2 separate regions of the Sus scrofa genome follow, and region 2 is linked to region 1. A link is a contact called in public HiChIP or PLAC-seq data. All regions are on one chromosome and are shown on one strand. Each heading gives the region's core, a stretch centred on a gene start, on an enhancer-like site or on the middle of the called end of the contact. The rest is flanking DNA. Distances are from core to core; before and after follow the strand shown. Region 1 holds the start of RAB11A (RAB11A, member RAS oncogene family). Region 2 holds the start of DIS3L (DIS3-like exonuclease 1).

The links. HiChIP or PLAC-seq counts read pairs in DNA pulled down with a chosen protein or histone mark.
Region 2: a contact with region 1 is called in an H3K27ac HiChIP or PLAC-seq map of alveolar macrophages. The contact joins the promoter of DIS3L here to the promoter of RAB11A in region 1. A contact is called at or near these places in 1 of 5 promoter capture datasets (liver), 2 of 47 Hi-C or Micro-C datasets (embryonic fibroblasts and fibroblasts) and 2 of 2 datasets of contacts at active chromatin or transcription factors (alveolar macrophages and skeletal muscle).

The regions. Positions count from the first base shown.
Region 1 is chr1:163,857,003-163,859,702 of Sscrofa11.1, reverse strand. RAB11A (RAB11A, member RAS oncogene family) reads right to left here and starts at 1,449. Exons shown (of 5, transcript NM_001031788.1): 1 at 1,410-1,449. The coding sequence starts at 1,449. It overlaps TRNAQ-CUG (a tRNA gene), which reads left to right and starts at 1,916; the gene lies at 1,916-1,987.
Region 2 is chr1:164,308,682-164,311,381 of Sscrofa11.1, reverse strand. DIS3L (DIS3-like exonuclease 1) reads right to left here and starts at 1,262. Exons shown (of 17, transcript XM_021100270.1): 1 at 721-1,262. The coding sequence starts at 859. It overlaps LOC110261940 (a long non-coding RNA gene), which reads left to right. Exons shown (of 3, transcript XR_002346351.1): 1 at 1-236.

The DNA of each region.
Region 1 (2,700 bases), core at 200-2,699:
CATACTACTGATGGCTGCCCTCCTAATTCAGGAGCAGAGAAAGAGCATCAGAGAGAGCGCATTCACTGAACAAAAAAAGCATTTACTGTACTTTTCTCTCTGAAAACTGTACCTTTTATCTTTGTTGATTAAAAAAAAAAACAAACTATTTGGATTCTTTCTGGACTAGCCAATAAGCAATTTTTCTTCACTCCACCCTCCAATGTTTTGTCCAAGGGCACTACATGTTTCCCTATCTTATAAAAAATATTTAATTTGACCAAAGAGCACACAACTTCGCCATGCGCCCCCCTCCCAACTCCCATATTTTGGCAAAGGTATGTGACCAACTAGGACTCTTCCCTTCCTGTTCTAAAAACACCAAAAGGTTGGATCCTCCCAGTGTTGCAGCAGGAAGCAACCAGTCCATAGCGATAAAGCAAGCTAGTATTTGTGCAGCGCACAACCTTTCCTGCTCAGGAACTGGGCCTTCAGGTCTGGCAAGGATAACAGCCGCCACCCATCCGCAACCCCTTGTCGGGAGCAGTGTTAAGAGTTATCCTGGGCTGGTTGCCGCTGGGTAGGGAGGGTAGGAGAAAAAAAGGATGGGTGCAAGTCACATCGGTCTGCCGGTCACTGCGACAAGTACGCGCGTGGGTGATGGGACCATCCCTCTTGCCCTAACCCCCACCACCACCACCACCACCCTCAGGGTCGCACAGGAGACACGGGAGAGCTCCTAAACTAAACTATGTGGGGAGAGGAGGCAGAAAAAGAGTTACCAACCACGGGGGCTGTGCGCGAAGGTTACGGACCTCGAGAGCTGTGGGGCGGGTGGGGGTGGGGCCGCTGGCCCGTTTGGGTTTTAACCAGGGCCTGGCCAAGGAGATGGGAGAACCGGACTAGGAGAGGCGTCTGGCCGTGGGGAGGGGCGTGAGGAGACGCAGAGGAGAGGCTTGCCCAAGGGGAAAGGGAGGTTGATAAGAAAAAGACCTGTAGTGGAAGTGTGCGCCGAAGGAAAGGTGTGGGAGCAAAGAGAAAGGCCTGTCAGAGGGGCTCGGGATGTCTGCTGAGGGGGCGCCCAACCCGAAAAGATGGAAGGTGGGAGGGGCTCCCCTTTGAAGAGGCCGTGGAACCCGGGAAATAAGGAAGGCGATGTGGGAGAAGGCAGTCAGCAGCGAGAAGGGGGCACGGTAGGGACGCTGAGGCTTCCTAAGGCCTCCGGGGAGGTCGCTAAGAGCCAGTGTGGAGCCTAAGTGAGGGGGAAAAAAAGGGACTGAGCTGCGAGACGGCAAAACGAACCGCACTGAGAGGAAGGGCTGAGGAAGGCCAATCTCAGAGCCGGGGCAGCCCGCCGGGCGGGTCCCCCGGGAGTGTCCCAGGCCCCCGAACCGGGACTCGGGGGCCTGTCCGAGAGCCCACAGCCTCACCTTTGAAGAGGTAGTCGTACTCGTCGTCGCGGGTGCCCATGGCCAGGCGGAGGAGCGAAGGGGCGGGAGCAGTAGAGAGACCGGTGGGACCAGGGGGCGTCGCTGCAGGGGTAACCCAAGCGCCGAGCTTCAGCTGCCGGACCGGGTGAAGAACCCCTCCCTGCCGCTACGCCACTTCCGGCAGGCCCCAGCCCCTAAGGGGAAGTACTTCCGGGGAGGCAGTACTCCGCCCCTGAATCCAAGAAGGCGGTAGGCGTGAACCTCGTGGGTCTCAAGTTCTGAGCCACTCCAGAAGGTTCCGAGGAGCTACTGAGCCCCGGCCTGTCGACTGACCGCACTCCCAGCTGCTGCTCACCACACTTCCTGGTCTCCTTTATTCCGCGGGCCGCCAGGCGGAGAAGCCGGGCGCTGGAGAGCACTGCAACACTGATTCCTTTGGTGGAACTGTGGATGGGGGCGGGGTTATCTAAGGATTAGAGAGCCGAAGGCGGCCTCTTGAGCGTGTCGGTTCCATGGTGTAATGGTTAGCACTCTGGACTCTGAATCCAGCGATCCGAGTTCAAATCTCGGTGGAACCTAGGACACTTTTTCCTAGCTATGTTTTTATAATTCATTTACTTATTCACTAGGTGATCGAGGTACAACCATGGTATATCTGTCCTTGAACTAAGTAGAGAGGAAATGACACATGTCTTTGCCTGGGAAAACTTCATATAGTTCCCTCTTAAGTTCTGTGCTGTCACCTAGGTGCTTTCTAAGTAGCCTCTGCGCTTCATTTTTTTAAAATGGGCCTTTGGACTTAAACCTGAATTCCAAAGCTTCCGTGACACCTGATTCCTTTTGCTAGAATCAGAATTCCTTTTGCTAGAATTCCATTTCTCCAGGAATTTCTCAAACCATCTCCAGATGTCATTCAAAGAACCTCGCCCACCCTCCTCCTCAAAATTCATCAAGAACTTCTTGCACCCTATTTGTCATCCCCTAAGCTAAACCTAGTTACATAATTATTTCATTTAACACACAGAGCAAAGGATGGCAATTAACATTTTAGCGGAAATGTGGATGGGGAGCCTCAAGAGATTACCGAAGACCACACAGCAGTACCTCCCTGTATTTTAAGAGAGTTTGTTAGGCTAAAAAGTTTTTCCCCTTTATTGTCAAACCCCACTACCACCTATATGCAATTTAGACTTTGGGGCAAGGGTACCTGTAGTAAGCTGAATAATGGTGCCCCAAAGATGTTCACTTCTCAGTCCCAAGGAACTGTGAATATGTTAGGTTACATGGCAAA
Region 2 (2,700 bases), core at 13-2,512, 450 kb before region 1:
TTCGCTGAAAAGGACGACCACGCTCCTCTCCCACTTCAGGGAAGAGAACCAGGAACCTCCACCATTAAACTGGCCACCTGCGCGGCCTAGACATCATGTGGAGGAAGGCGTGGTGGAAGGCCCACCCCAACCCAATTTCCTCGTGACCTTCCGGTGCGCGGGCCCTGATGAGCCGCAAGTCTTACAGTGAAGAGGGCTCTCCACCGGATAACCTTCTGAGGCCTCGGTGCTGGCAGGTCAGAAAATGTGTGGGGAGCAAAGCAAAGAAATATACAATGAGCAGCGGCAGCGTCAGCTCCCCCCACCAGGCTCGCACAGCTGGGGGCCCCCAGCCCGGGACCTTCCCATTTCACCAGCGCGAGCTGGGGAGCAAGAGCCGCCCGGCTCCAGCGCCCCCAGGCTCAGAAAGCCCCAACCCCCGGCCTCTGCGCGGCGAGGGCGCTGGCCTCTCAGCCCTTCCATTTTCTGGGGCCGAACAGTCGGGAGTCGGTGTGGAAAGACCGGAAGCTTCCGGCCCCTCGTGCCCGACCCGCAGCCCGGCCCGGGGGTAAGCCTGGAGGCGGGAGGAGGCCCGAGGGCCTCGGACTCCGCGCCACCGCGGCCCCGCGCTCCGCCTCTGGGCCGCGCCCTTGAGCCTCAAGGCCGACGCTCTGCCGAACCCGTCCTGCCGCCCTAGCTCCCTCCCGGCCCCGACCGCCCGCGCTCCCGCCGGGCCCTGACCGTTGTGGCAGGAGGCGGGCTGAGGGCAGAGCGGGCTGTTGCAGGGCACGCTGGGCCGCAGGTAATGCTCCCGCACGATCCGCAGCGTCCGGCCCTGGAAGGTCTTCAGGAGCAGCACCTTCTCTCGCTTCTGCAGCATGGTGGTGACGCTCCCCGGGCAGAGCTCCGGGCTCCGGGAGGCCGCCCCGAACGAGCGGCCGGGAAGCCGCGGGCGCAGCGCTGCGCGGGCGGAGGCGAGGCCGAGGCTTCGGGCCCGCCCCCTCGGCCCCTCTTCGCGGGGCTCCCAGCCGGCCGGCCTTACTGGCGGCGGCCTGAGCCCTCTGGGCTCCGGAGGGAAACCGCCCTAATGGCCCGCGTCCCGGGTTGAGAGCAGGAGGCCCGCGGGGTGGGTGCTCCAGCCGGGCCCGCAGGCTCCCTCAACCCCGCCTCAGTTTCTCCCCTCCCTACAATCGTACTGGGGTGGAAATGCCTGGGAGGGGCGGAAACCACGCAGAAGACTTAAGGGAGACAAAGTTAATACAGGTCTTCCTCCACTGACGGTGGCGTTACGTCCTGATAAACCCAAGTCGAAAGTTCATTTAACACCCTTAGTCTACCCAACATAGCTTGGGTTTAAGCTTAGCCTACCTTAGACCCGCTCAGAACACTTACTTTGGCTTACGGTTGGGCAGAATCATCTACAAGCCTATTTTATGACAATGTTGAATGTTATGTAATTATTGAATGCTGTACTGAAGGTGAAACACGAAATGTTTATAAGTGTATCGATTGTACCCCTCGTGATCTCGGACTGTCCAGGGAGCTGGGACTCAGTGGCTGCTCAGCATCACTGGAGTGTCCTGTGGCATATGGCTAGCCCAGAAAAGATAAAAATTCCATGTGGGTGTCACTTTCACACCATGGTAAAGTACACAGATTTTAAGTGGAACTGTGGTAGGTTGGAACCCATTGTAAATGGAAGTAGTTTAGTCTTGTGAAGGTTTGGTACAACTGTAGAGAACTATTATTCTACCCTCTGGTCCATATGGGAATAGGGCCGCCTTATTGATACGGATAATTATTAGTGTTTTGTATTAATATAATTATTTGTGTTTTCTGTTCTTGCTCTTGCCATCCCTGGAAGAACTAAAAGACTGAGCAAATAAGCCAGGAACCCTGCCAGCTAAACATTTTTTTCCTCTTTAAAAAGCTGTATTCATTTTAAATTTCATGTATTTTTAATCTATATAAAAATTCAAACAATGCAGATAAAAATGGAAATCAATCCCTCCTTCCCTTGAGGTAAACGTTATCCATTCAACCTCAACATGAGAGCATTTGCAGCCTCTGGCAAAAGATTTCTCCTTTAAATTTGCTGGATACTAACACAGTCTTTTCTGTGATCACACACCCTTGGTTGTCCACTCTACCTCCAAGCTCTCGACACTTTTGAGCTGCTCCAAGAAGCTTTACAAAGAAGCGTCACATTTAACTGCCACAAGTCAGTAGAGTTGGGCATAATTATTCCCATTTTACAGATGATGAAACAGGATTGAAGAGGTTAAGTGGCCAAGATTACCCAGTTGTTAACTTGTAGAATCAATATTCAAGTCAGGATCTGGCTGAATCCAAAGTAGGCTCTTCACTAATTACTATGCTATCCATAGATGAATGAAATATAGCTCTTTTATCTAAGGAGTTGATGGTCTACTTGTTGAGCTCTAGTTAAGGCAGCTCAACCAGCTGGCTGGATATATTGGAGCTTCCTGCATTGCTAAAGTGAGCAGAACCAGGGCATTCTGTTTGATTACCTTCTCTAGGGGAACATATTAAAAAGTCATGGTCCTTTACTCATTGTATTTTTACTCAATTTATCTGCAGTGTGGGACGATGTGAGATCCGAGATGGAATTGCACAGGTTAGGAGAACATTACAGTGCTGGTCCACAGGCCAGAGCACTAGGAGGGCTCACAAGGCAACCTTCTGTGCAGGAAGCTGTTC